3 separate regions of the Mus musculus genome follow, and regions 1 and 3 are each linked to region 2. The links are chromatin contacts, called in public HiChIP or PLAC-seq and Micro-C maps. All regions are on one chromosome and are shown on one strand. The core of a region is the stretch at or near the end of the contact, and the rest is flanking DNA. Distances in the headings are between cores, read along the strand shown.

What was found. Hi-C and Micro-C count contacts between places; a contact is called where the count stands out from the background. HiChIP or PLAC-seq counts read pairs in DNA pulled down with a chosen protein or histone mark.
Region 1: an HNF4G HiChIP or PLAC-seq map of pancreatic cancer cells shows a contact between it and region 2. The contact joins the enhancer-like site here to the promoter of Prkar2b in region 2. A contact is called at or near these places in 6 of 39 promoter capture datasets (the HPC-7 cell line, hematopoietic stem and progenitor cells, hippocampal neurons and 2 more), 1 of 15 datasets of contacts at CTCF or cohesin (the NIH/3T3 cell line), 27 of 484 Hi-C or Micro-C datasets (the 3T3-L1 cell line, the AML12 cell line, the C2C12 cell line and 21 more), 12 of 115 datasets of contacts at active chromatin or transcription factors (the 230-238 cell line, the HPC-7 cell line, T-cell acute lymphoblastic leukemia and 8 more) and 5 of 9 other capture datasets (adipose tissue, bone marrow-derived macrophages, liver and 2 more).
Region 3: a contact with region 2 is called in a Micro-C map of granulosa cells, with 2.6 times the contacts expected there. The contact joins the enhancer-like site here to the promoter of Prkar2b in region 2. A contact is called at or near these places in 4 of 39 promoter capture datasets (the 3T3-L1 cell line, 3T3-L1-derived adipocytes, the HPC-7 cell line and 1 more), 2 of 15 datasets of contacts at CTCF or cohesin (the G1E-ER4 cell line and the NIH/3T3 cell line), 36 of 484 Hi-C or Micro-C datasets (3T3-L1-derived adipocytes, the Ba/F3 cell line, the C2C12 cell line and 26 more), 12 of 115 datasets of contacts at active chromatin or transcription factors (the 230-238 cell line, the HPC-7 cell line, bone marrow-derived dendritic cells and 7 more) and 2 of 9 other capture datasets (adipose tissue and liver).

The regions. Positions count from the first base shown.
Region 1 is chr12:32,015,358-32,019,402 of GRCm38.p6, reverse strand. The region is part of intron 2 of Prkar2b (protein kinase, cAMP dependent regulatory, type II beta); the gene reads left to right. Among named protein-coding and RNA genes, the nearest start is that of Prkar2b, 44 kb to the left of the region's middle. Within about 2 kb of position 1,537, at least 159 of the 459 cell types and tissues checked have an H3K27ac peak or open chromatin away from gene starts, as enhancers often do. A contact at or near this core is called in the AML12 cell line, the C2C12 cell line, CD8 T cells and 20 more, where this site is marked.
Region 2 is chr12:32,060,001-32,064,389 of GRCm38.p6, reverse strand. It overlaps Prkar2b (protein kinase, cAMP dependent regulatory, type II beta), which reads left to right and starts at 3,113. Exons shown (of 11, transcript NM_011158.4): 1 at 3,113-3,608. The coding sequence starts at 3,308. Gm51992 (a long non-coding RNA gene) reads left to right here. Exons shown (of 3, transcript XR_003950224.1): 1 at 1-80; 2 at 1,352-1,477; 3 at 2,107-2,171.
Region 3 is chr12:32,102,472-32,106,437 of GRCm38.p6, reverse strand. 5430401H09Rik (a long non-coding RNA gene) reads left to right here. Exons shown (of 7, transcript XR_872651.3): 5 at 2,830-3,049; 6 at 3,958-3,966. Among named protein-coding and RNA genes, the nearest start is that of Gm51991, 6.5 kb to the left of the region's middle. Within about 2 kb of position 1,792, at least 43 of the 459 cell types and tissues checked have an H3K27ac peak or open chromatin away from gene starts, as enhancers often do. A contact at or near this core is called in the G1E-ER4 cell line, the HPC-7 cell line, Sertoli cells and 9 more, where this site is marked.

The sequences.
Region 1 (4,045 bases), core at 288-2,787, 43 kb after region 2:
CTGAAATGGGGGGTTCTGTGGAAAGGACAAGCTGGGGGAAGGGAAACCCCTGGGCTGGAAAAGGTTAGGGTAGGAGGCCGAATTAGGAGAGTTAGGATAGCAACATGAGCTCTCTAACCGGTATTTAGGATGCTTTGGTAGCTAGTAGGCACCAGGGATAGCATTGTGTCCCTTTTGGACCTGACAAGGTCTAAGGACTCAAATGTATTCTATCCTCTTACTTCTGCTTTTTTTTTTTTTAAATCTTGAAAACACTATTATAGTGTGGCATGAGGGAAGGATAATTTATAATGAAAACATAAATACATGGGTTCCATGCTTTGAGCCCACTCTGTATACAGACTTATAATATAACTAAAGCCTGGCATTCCAGCTGGACATGGTAGTGCACACCTTTAGTCCCATCACTCCTGAAACAGACAGGCTGTGTCTGAGTTCAAAGCCAGCCTGGTCTACAAAGCGAGTTCCAGGACAGCTAGGGCTACCCAGAGAAACCCTGTCTCAAAAACTAAACAAAAGAAAACAAACAAAACCAGCGCAGCATTCCACAGGGAAATACTTCAAGTACGTAATAGTTAAATCACTTACTGGGTGTTAACTTGAGACAAGAACTTTCCTAAGTGGCTTTGTGTTATTGATTTACGTGGATTTGTGTTGTTGTGTTATTGATTATTCTTTAAAGAAACTCTGTATACCAGGCACTTTTCTAGTATTAAAGATAAACAGAGTCACTGGCCAGTTCTTTGCCTTGGTTACCTAGCAACCAGTGGCAGGGACAAGACTGAGAGTCAGACTTACTGTTGACACAGTTTTGCACTGTATACCAAAGTCCTGTCAACACTGGATATTCCCAAGGGCGGCTCCTTACTTTATAGATGAGACTCTAATTCATATTGGTTAGTAGTGTGCAAACATTGCTGAGATCCCAGGATGGAGGAGGGTACAGAGGCCAGTTGCGGTTCTGAGGTCTGGCTGCTTGTCTCCTTCAAAACAAACCAGAACAGGGAAAATCTTGGTGAATCGGAGTGATTTCTCTTCCATGTGGCTGCCACTGGGAAGGTAGATCTGAGAGTTGTCTTCAGGGATGGTGGAAAAAGCTCACTCCTCAGGAGGAAAGGAGAAAATGCAGGGCAGGAAACACATAGCTGAGCAGTCTTGGTCACACTGTGGTCTGATTGATCATTATCAGCAATTAGAACATTCCTGTCACTGGATGTGGTGGGGTGACAGCACCAGTAGCACTCAGGAGATGGAAGAAGGAGAGAGTCCTAAGTTTGGAGCCAGTGTGACCTATTGGCCGATTCAGTAAGACCTTCTTGTCTTGGGGGTGAAAGAAAACAAAATAGAAACTTGCTGTTGTATGGAGTCGTTTTGATTCTTGCCCAGGACACTTGCAGATCGGGTGAGTGCAGGGGGACTGCAGGAAGACATGACTTGCAGAAAAGGATGCACCCGGAAGGCAAGATAGAGTTAGTGAGGCCGCTAGGCTTAGGATGGTGACTTGAAGGCACTGCTCTATGGTCTGGAGCACAGGATGTTGTGAAAGTTGGCAGTTGACAGTCTGTCAGTAGTGGGTGGGGAGACACACTTCCCTTAGTAGCCTGAAGAGCTCCCTAGCAGGGAGTAAAACTGGCTCCCTGACTGTTGTCACAGAGATCATTACGGATGAGTCAGAGTGACTTGGAAGTTGGCAAAGTTACTCAAACACAAGCTCCCGTGGGGAGGGACAGGACTGATGGGTGGCCTCATCAGCTGTGGAAAAGGACAGTTCACACCGGACGCATGGATGTCAGTGCTCCTTGAGAGAGCCCTGATTAGATGTCTCGGTAGTCGCTGTGCACATAATTCTGTGTCTCTCTGGTTTATATTGCTCAAGGGGTGCCATTTATGACAAAGTAAAGTTTAAATAGTATGTAAAAATAAATGGCTGTTTTCCTTATTTCTCTTATCTGAAAGATAAACATGGAATTATAAGATGGTTTCATGAGGTGTGTTGTTTAGACTTAGGGATGAAAGGAGTACTGGCCACAAACATCCTGGCCCTGTGTAAATAAGGTTCTCTGTTTTTAACATCCTTGTTTGAGCCGTCTTTGGGAAAACAAGCACCAATTTTATGGGCAGTTTAGATTTTATCAGTTGTATTGAAGTCTCTTTACCTAGCCAGCAGGAAAGACAAGGTAGATAGATCCTGTTAGGCTTTAGAAAGGGGCCAGGGAAGAGGCTAGGATGAATGTCTTTTAACTTGATTAACTCTATAGCAAGTGGTGTGGTTCAGTGTGTGTTGAGCGTGAGTGTGTGTGTGTGTGTGCACACGTGCACGCAAATTCGAGTGCATGCTCTCACACGCGTGCATGTCTCTCACTTAGTCTGTCTTATGCTCTACAAGCAGGAGAAGCTTCAGTCTCTCCAGAACGTAGAGCCTGGCTACCTGCAAACCATAAGAAGCCCCAGAAAAAGGTTCCGATTAGCTCAGTCATCAGGGGTTAGGGTTGCCTCATTTGTCTTAGGGTTCATTATAGCCTGGGTGGGCCTAGAAATTCTTGACTGTATCTGTGGCTAACTTTGGTTGACCCAGCTAGGATTATTAGACTCATGTCTGCTAGCTGCTTCTTAGGTTAAAGTGGCTGCCTCGAAGAAGCCCTCTGTCAATCGGTCTTTGCCACTGTCTTAAACACTTAAAATGAGAGACACTGGCCAATCCAGAGCTCCTGGTATCTAGATGCTTGCTCCACCTGTTTCACCACTTGCCGATGTGGCGGCAGGTGGCCCATTTGGATGTGTGTCCTTTTCTGTTGAGAAACACTGTTATTTATAGTAGAATATTGCTTCGTGAAGAATGACAAGAAATAACAGTATGGCACAGATGTCACTGTTCTTTAAAAGAATAGGCCCATTATCTTGCCTATCAGTTCACCCAACTGCTGACGGAAGAGTTTGCAGAGAAGAAATAATACTTTACTTTATGTCAGTGGCTTTAAAGAGATACAGTTGGGGTGCAAGGTCAGCCTCTTGTCTTAAAAGCCCCCCCTTTTTTGCATTTGTTTAGCTGTTTTAAAAAAGACTTTCTTTCATTCTCTCTCTCTCTCTCTCTCTCTCTCTCTCTCTCTCTCTCTCTCTCTGCACACTATGTGTGTACAGGTACACTCAGAGGTCAGAACAGGCCGTCATAGCTCTTACAATTGGAGTTGTAGGCAGGTACAAGCTGCCTGTTGTGAGTGCTAAGATGAAACCTAGGTCCTCTGGAAAAGCGGCACACACTGTTAACTACTGAGCCATCTCTCCAGCCCCCTTAGACTGTATTTGTAATGTTATTTTCTTAATCAAACAACCACTTGGTTTTTTCACAATATACAAAATAAAATAATTATACTTTAAAATTAGATGGGGGGTGGTTTTTTTTTCTTTTAGTTGAAAGCACCTCCCACTTTGTAAGAGGACTGTTGCTTCCTGCAAAGAAAGGTAATTGTGTGGAATGATTATATTTTCATAATTACAAAAACAGTGCTTTATAATCTTATTGGTTATTCTGCTGTCATTCTAGTTAAATGAACAATCATTTAGTATTTATTGCTTACAAGATGCTGTTAGCTGCATGGGGTTTCTAAACTGTTATGTTAAGGAAGGTGAAGCTTAGGGGTCCACCTACATAGTGTGAACAGGAACCAGGTACACACTCAGTGTGTCTGTGTTCTACCATGGGCGAGGGAGCCAGGAACCTGCCATCCCTGTAGGCTTGCTGGCCCGCTCTCGAGTGCAGCTGTTCTAGGCTTTAAAGGCACTGACTTGAATGCTAGGGGATTTCCCTACTTCTTGCTTGAGGTTGCTCTCTCCATATGGTATGGGATACAACCTGCCACAGGCCCATGAGTCACGGCAGTAACCACTGCCAGAAGGAGCCGCACCTCCTCTTCTGCAAGCTTTTAGAGGGAGGCAGTGGTGACTGCTCCTGGGGGAACGGCAGTCAGGGATGTGATGGATGGGCTTTGAGAACCTGTGTATCTGACTCCATCCATGGATCCCTGTGGGATTTATGAGGATAATGCTG
Region 2 (4,389 bases), core at 1,864-4,363:
ATCCTACATCCCAGTGGCTGCACTTACTGGACCACCACAGACAAGGTCAGATAGTCTACAAGATGGTCAAGACCGTCTAGGTGGGTTTGATTTCTTGAGAACCTTAATAGATCTAACAAAACCATAGTCATTGACAAAATACTGAAGGTATAAAACCAAAGCTTTGGGCAAGCACAGTTCCAATATGCATATTTTTATTTCTTTTAATTTTCCTTTCTCTATGAGTGCATTTCTGTTCCTTATACCAGAATTATTTGATCAAGATACACCTTAACTATTGATAAGAAATGCTAAGTGATTGATTGGCCATAGTTATTATTCTTCATTGTAAAGCTTGCCCAAACTATTGGCTTCCCTTTGATACTGCCTTGTTTTAAGTGGTTGCATTAAAGCGATTTGATATCTCTGTCCAATTTTTCCGTGCAGAAATAAACTTGGTAGCATTTTTATTGCATTTCAGTGCTGAGCATTTAAATCCTTTTGCAACTGCAGTTAGTCTGATCCTCTGAGAAACAAGTGCAAATTGCTTTGTAAATCAACAACCAAAGAATCAATAGCAATGATGTTCTTTAAAAGAATTCCAGATGAGTAGTCCCTATAAAACGCCGTCATTACACTCAAACATTCAAAAGCAAGTATCTTTAAAATGAAGGAAATCATAAAACATTGTCTCAAAGATTATGTGGCAGTGATTAAAAGCCCGAACAGGATTTGAGAAGTGAAAATTTGTTCTGAGAACAGTTCTAGTGTAGCATAACGGGAACATGAGAATGAAGCTTTTCCTTTTCAGGTCATGGTTATTGGCTTAAAACTTGATGCAAACAAAAATTACCAGAGTGATGATTGCCAAGATGGTTTAAATCCAACATATCTGCTCTTAGTATTATTCTCTTGGAAACCTCCCAGAACGAGAGACCAACAACAGGTCATTTAATCCAATTACTAATTTCATGCCCGAGTCACTTCTACAGCTCTAAAACAAGGGGAGCTCCTGGCATTGTGGCTAATGAAAGCGAGCCATCTAGCACACCCTGTATAAGAAATCTATGATGTTAAAAAAAAAAAAAAAAAACAAAAAAAAAAAACAAAAAAAAAAAAACCATGTTGGAGAACGATACTTAAAAATGTGGTTCCTTGCTTCCTCTGTTTTTGAGAAAGGTGTTGAACATCCACAGACTAATAATTGTCCCTATACTTGGTTTTCCTCCACCTCTAAGCATTTGCTTGTACATAACTGCTCAAAATAAAGAATATTTTCCCCAAATTTCTCCATTGTAGCATTTAATTGCTATTGCTGTGCAACAAACTACCAAAATTTCAAGGCTAACACATACCTCCTCCTGTTTTTAAGGGTTCACCAACTCCATGGATCAGAACTTTGGTCAGGCACCTACCAGAGGGCTAGAGTGACTTCTAAATGCACCACTGGCCAAAGCAGTCACAATCCCCCTTGCGTTGCACTCCGGGCTTAGGAATGGTAAAGTTGTTCTGTGGAAGAGCACATGGGCTGGGAGGTACCATTACTCACTTTCAGAAAATAAAATGTATGTGGTCAGAAGTTGTAGCCAAAAGAAAAGATGAGTGTTTGCTGCCGGAAGGAGGCTCCTTTCTCTTCCCCACTTTCCTGTTAGCTGACTTAGAGGAAATGACTGGAGGTGGAGGAGCCACAAAGCCAGAATTACACAGCAATGAGCTTGAATGAGCGAGGATTCTTGATCGACATTGAGGACCGCAACGATAAAATCCCATCTTAACTAGTATTCTTTGCATTTTCTGCTGAGCAGTAGGGAGAAACATGATAGAAATACATCTTAGATTATTGGATCTGCAAAACATTTCGGTAGAGAACTTGACTAATACTGTGTTCCATATGGCCTCATGTGAAGACCACATTTTTCTGAGTTTATTTCTTATACACCACACAATTACAATTTAGAAGTATGTTATTTTAAAAAAAACACACACCAGTATTATTATTATGAGGTTAAGAAACTGAACTTGAGAAATGAATTCCCTTATGAAAAAAAAAGATAAATAAACATTGTAAACAAATGGGTAAGAAGCAATTTTTAAAAAATAAAACGAAATGATATTTTTGATTTCTAGGTTTTGGGTTTCGTGAGTCACATATTTTCCTTATGTGTGGGCAGAAAGGTAAGTGAGAACAACTAAGGAAATAAAATAAAACTCAATAAATAAATAAAACTTAAGAATAAAATAAAACTCAAGTGAGTTTGCACTTGGACTGCTTTACAATGAAATGGGCATCGTAGAAAATAAAGTATGCATATTTATACAGCGTTTAATTTGGCAAAAGATAAATTTTTCTGTTTCAAAATTCTCAGAATAGGCTCGTTTTAAAGACAAGGGTTTTCTTTAAAAAGCACAAATGTGTAGTTCTCTTTTCCTTTTTATTGCTATATTCAAATTTTGGAGATTTAATTGAAGTGACGCAAAGTGTCAGGAAAGGTTTTAAAAATAAGCAACAAGAGGCTAATCAGGTAACACACCCTTAGTTGTCTGTCCAGCTGCCCTGACTACCCTGTATCCTGTCTTGAAGGATCAACTAACTTTGTTAAGTGCTACACAATAAATGCGGCCTTTGTCTCAGTAACCAGTAGGAAATGTACTAAGCAGAGTGTGGCAGAGCATCTGTAAGGCAAACCATCACAGCCACGAGGCTAAAAGGCGGAATTAAAGAAAATTTTGTGACAGACAAGTGGCAGCATCTCTTTTATCCAGAAGAGAACCAGTAGGGCTGTGCGACTAACAAAAGACACCACGCACGTTTCTCTTGGGGTTGGATTCTAGGAAAAGGAAAAGCCACCAAGGTGGAGGCTGAAGTTTCAGCAGGAATTGCGCCGCACCAACTCTGCGTGGGACAGGGAGAAAGGTGCGTGGGATTCGCTCAGGGAGCTCAGGTGGAGCGCGCGGCCTCAGCCCCACGCCCCAGGCTCAGGCTGCCTCCACCCTGGGGCCACTTGAGAGGCGGCAGTGCTCCCGCCCGCCGGGTTGCCATGGTTTCCGGGGATCACGTGGGCGCGCGGGCGGAGGCGGGGCGCCGGGCGGGGGGCGGCGCAGCGGCGGCGGGAGCAGGAGCGGGAGGAGCTGGAGATGCTGCCAACCCTCCCCGGGCTGTGCTCGCTCTGCTGCTGCCGCCGCACGGAGCAGCCTCGCCGGGGGCCCAGTGCGCCGCGCTCGCAGCCGGTAGCGCCCGGGGCGCTCGCTCGGGAGCCGCGCAGCCCGAGACCGGACCGCGGATAGGGGGCGAGGGCGGCGTCCAGGCGCCTCGGCGTGCACGGGCAGGATGAGCATCGAGATCCCCGCGGGGCTCACGGAGCTGCTGCAGGGCTTCACGGTGGAGGTGCTGAGGCACCAGCCCGCCGACCTGCTGGAGTTCGCGCTGCAGCACTTCACGCGGCTGCAGCAGGAGAACGAGCGCAAGGGCGCCGCGCGCTTCGGCCATGAGGGCAGGACCTGGGGGGACGCGGGCGCAGCCGCCGGGGGCGGCATCCCCAGTAAGGGTGTCAACTTCGCCGAGGAGCCCATGCGCTCCGACTCCGAGAACGGCGAGGAGGAGGAGGCCGCGGAAGCAGGGGCGTTCAACGGTGAGGACCGGCCCCCTCGCGCCCTGAGCCCCGGCCGCCGCGTCCGCCTCACTCTCGAACCCCGCCTCGCTCTTGAACCCCGGGCTGAGCTCCCCACCTTCCCCGTGCTCTCCACCTTCCCATTACGCCCACCCCCTCAGCACCCATTTCGGTCGCTCCCACTCGCCCACCTTCCTACTCAGCTCTCTTGTCATGCCCTCCCTTTCTCTGGAGGTGGGGAAAGGAGAGGTTGCGCTCCCGCTGCCCCTCTGTCACCTCTCTTTCCGGGGCGATTTAGGGTGGGCATCTTGCTGGATCGTTAACTTTCCCGTGGTTGGAGATGTCTCAGGCTCCGGGAGTACCATTGTGCATGAAGGGCGCTTGGCGGCCTCTTTTCAGCCCTTTAGATTTATTAATGGAGTGTTCTGGGAGAAAGGGCGAAGCATGTAGGACTCAGTGAGAAGAGTGTGAAATCGGACTCGCTGAGGTAAAACAAATTAACGATAATAGCTGTGACATTCTTGGAATACGAATAATTTATTTTCCAGTTTTTCCAATACCATGTGGTGGCGATATTTTTGGACATATAACAAAGGAGCATATTTAGCCTGATACCTAGGGGGTCTTTGGCATGAGGAAATAGGCCAATGATTTTCTTTCTTTAAAAAAAAAGATACAAAACATATATTGAATGATTTTGATGTTCTTTTTAAAGTGTGTGGAAAAAAAAATAACACCATGGGAAGTTCTAAGAGCTTTGTCAGTTGTCTTAATGAAAAGCCAGCCAGCATCTAAGGACCAC
Region 3 (3,966 bases), core at 543-3,042, 43 kb before region 2:
GGAAATAATCTTGCCTAAGCCTTCAAATCTGGAATGTGTTGGCACTAAAAAATATATAAGAACTTTTGTTAACTGTCGTTTTTCAGAGCCTTTCCCCCATGCTTAACACAACCAGTCACTTGAAAAAAGAATTCCTTCTAATTTCACACAAGTTACCAGGTAGCATGTTTAGTTTTGAGTGCTTCACTCCCCATGAGCCCCACCTAAAATCATAAAGTGACTGTGGTGGAGACTTCAGGCTTAGTGTCCTGGACATTGACATTCCCCTAAGGCTTTGAACTCCCTGGCGTGGAACTGTCATGGAGGAGGCTGGGCCCTGGCTTCTGCTGCCTCTAAAAGCTCAGAGCAGTGTTTATAAGCAGGTCCAGCACTCTAACCTAAATAAAACCTAGAAGTGTGGGAAGGGAACCATTTACAAGCCGTCCAGGTCAGACCCATGTATACAAAAACAAACACAGGTTTTCCTTTAGCCTCAAATTATTTCCAGATCCACAGGGGGGGTTTAAAAAATGCTTGTCACCCCACCTTGTTTTACAGAGAATGACTGCATTGTTTCCATCTTTCTTGAGCCGATCAAAGGTACCTCCAGTTTGTTATTGACTCCATGTCAATTAGATTAACCTGTCATGACCTGGTTCCTATTCAAAGTCCCAAATCTATGTATGATTTAGAATTAGGTTCAGCAGTAAGAAAGACAAAACTCCTTAAGTAACAATGGCTCAGAGCAAGATAACAAATTTGTTTCTCTCTCAATTAAAAAGAGCCTAGAATTACTGCCCAGTGTCGGTCTGAGCACTCTGTCTGTCAGAACTCAGCTCCTCTATACTCTGCCTGCTATGTTAACATGTCTGCTGGGGTGTTCCCTCGTGTGTCTCAATGGTTCCTTGCATACCAGCAATCACATCTGTCCGACATCCTAATAAATAAATTTAAAAAAGGATAATTTGTATTTTATCATTTTAACAGTATAAAACTTCTAAATGGCCTTCTTTGTATGCCGTGTTTCACTACTCAGCTGAAGCTCTTCTGCTGAGTAAACACATATGAAATATCACTGAATTGCCCAAAGGAGTGCACAGCAAAATGGGAAGAATGAGAGAGAGAGAGAGAGAGAGAGAGAGAGAGAGAGAGAGAGAGAGAGCAGGCCAGGGACAGTGGTTTATGCCTGTAATCTCAGAACTTAGGAGGCAGAGGCAGGAGAAATTGCTGTTAGTTTGAAACTCTCCTGGGCTACAAAGTGAGTTCAGGTTACACTGAATGGCATAATGAGACTTCAGTCTCAAGAAAACAGAAGTCAACTTAAGAATCCCTGTTTGGGGACAGAGGGGCCATCTGATAAGAGGAACCTGGCCCCGATGACCTGAAGTAGAAGCCCCTCTCCCCATGTATCCTCTCAGACTTACAGAGGACCGTGACAGGAACTTACAACACGCTTTTGTTGTGTTTTATGGTTGAGATTTCAGAGTTAATTTATTCCACTCTTCCTAGACTAGTATCTAAATAAATAAAAGAACACATTGGCACTTGGTGTTTTGTTTTGTTTTGTTTTTTAAGCGACAAGAAATAATATAGGAACGAAATCTTAGCCCGTCATATAGGAAGACAAGAATGACTCTGAACGCAGCAGGCAATAACTGTCTCATGACCGCAGCAGGCAATAACTGTCTCATGACCATGTTGGCCTAGGGTCTGGCTTCTGAGATGGCTGTCTGGCCAGGATCCACCACCCTTCCAATGCAGCCTTCTTCTCCTTATCTTCTCCTCCACCCCCATGCTCACCCTTGGCCTCCTCTTATCGTCCTCCAGGCTGTCAGAGGACTCCTGCTATTGCTCAGTGCTGACGTTGGAACCCTGGCATACACCCCTTCTTGGCTCTTTCTCATCTCCTTGGCTTCACCCTGGGCCTTTTCCTTGGCCTTGGCCTTGGCTTTGGCCTTGGCCTTTACCTTAGCTCTCCTGCCTGGCTCCCAGCCAGCACTCAGAGTGCCCCCTGCCCAGCCCCTCCTGATAACTGGTTCCCTATAACCCAGTCACCCTTAGGTGAGTGACCTCCTCAGGGTTAGTAAAACACTCTTTTCTAGAAAGATTTTTCTTTCTTTCTCATACTTTCTTGTAGCTGAGTTTAAAAAATGTTCACACTCACACTCCCAACGTTCAAATTATCTATTAAATAAAAAGAGGGAAGCAATGTTTACTGAGTACTTTGCCCATAGGATAACTGCTTCTCTATTTCACTTAATCATTGCCAAAGCAGGTCTTGGAGGGGGGTATCATAATTTCACTTTCTGAAGGAAAACAGACAAACAAACAAAAACCTAAGGCTCTGAAGGACTAAGTTACTGCCCAGCCGATAAGAAGAATAGCTGGAGTCTGAACGAGGTTCATTCACCCCAAAGCCTACTCACTTTTCCCGCCTGGATGGAGCTACGATGATTGTCGTAAGCATCCAGCGTTCCAGGAGCCTGGAGAAACCACCACGTATGCACGGGTGGAATCTGAGTTGGACACAAGTGCACTTAACACTTCTCTTGACAGCTCAAATCACAGAACACACGAACTTACCATCTGTCAGTGACATTAACTTGAGCAGTGGCTTAAAAAACAAAACAAAACAAAAACACAGTTGGTAAAATAATAAGGACACACCTTCAAACAGCAATGTGCAAATGAAAGGTTTAGAGAGCTAGTTATCTTTAGGTGTAGCTGAAAAAAAAAAATACTTTCAAATAGGTGGTAGGCAACGAGTTAACTGTGACTCTACAAAGCAATCCTCATACTACATTTTAAGGTTGGTGACAGTGTTGTTTTTGGTACTCTTGCTCTTTGGAGCATGACTTCAGGATTTGTGGTCAGAAGCACGAGGTGGAGAAGTCCTGATACAATCTTTGTACTGTACGGTTGCCGTCTGGACTTCATTGACTATCCCGGAGCGATCCAGCACAAGTGACAAGTGAAGACCTTGGCTGTGTTTCAGAAGCACAATTACAACTCTTGGGGTAAAGAGCCTCAGCGACAAGGCCCAGGAAAGCAGGTGTATTGAGAATTAGAGGTGAGTGGTAAGGTTAAAACCCTGGAGATGTAAGTAGTATGGAGACGCAAGCACTATACAGTAGTCACACATGGGCCAGAGATGCGCCTGTGTCAGCATCAGCTGAGATTGGTTGGATGATACGGAGAGTTGGAGCCAGGCCTGGAAGTACATACTTATAGCCCTAAGCATATGGAATGATGGGACAAGAGCATGCAAGTTCAAGACCAGCCTGGCTCGGGATACAGCTCAGTGGTAGTGTGTTTGCCTACCATGTACTAAGCCCTAGGATTTGATCTCTGGTATAAGGGAAGGGGGAAAAAAGCAGTACCAACCCTACTAAACAAAATTTCTTTGGAGCTGGGTAAGGCAAGTCTCACCAAAGATTGTCCACACAGAAACCAGAGTATAGGAATCACCCGGAGAGCCACCTGGTAGAGTCTGATCTCTCTGAGATGACCACAGGGCATTATAGTTTAAAAAAAACAATCCTCTCTAACAGCCCTCCTAGCTTGACTATGACTCTGTGCTGGTGTGAGACATTCCAGCAACCAGCTATCTAACATCTATCATAGCTGAGAAATGGGCTCAGTTTGGGGAAACACTGATGGATATCTCCAACTCTCTTTACAAGTTACCTTTGGGAGGCAAATGTATTTCATCTTTTGTAGCAGAGACTCCTCTGCCCTGCATCTCAGCTTCTGTCCATCTAAGTCACAGCACCTAAAGTGCTAGCGTTTTGCCGGGGTTCTGGTGACTGCCCTCCCTCCTCTCCCCAGGTAGTCACAGGGGATGAAACATAAAATCAACGTGCCAGAGGTTGACCTGGGCTCTTCCACCCTCACTGTGATCTTCAGTTTCGCTGCGTGCACTCAAGGCACAAACCTGGGATTTGAGATTTCAAGCTGTGTCTGTAAACTTATTTTCAGAGACTCGGA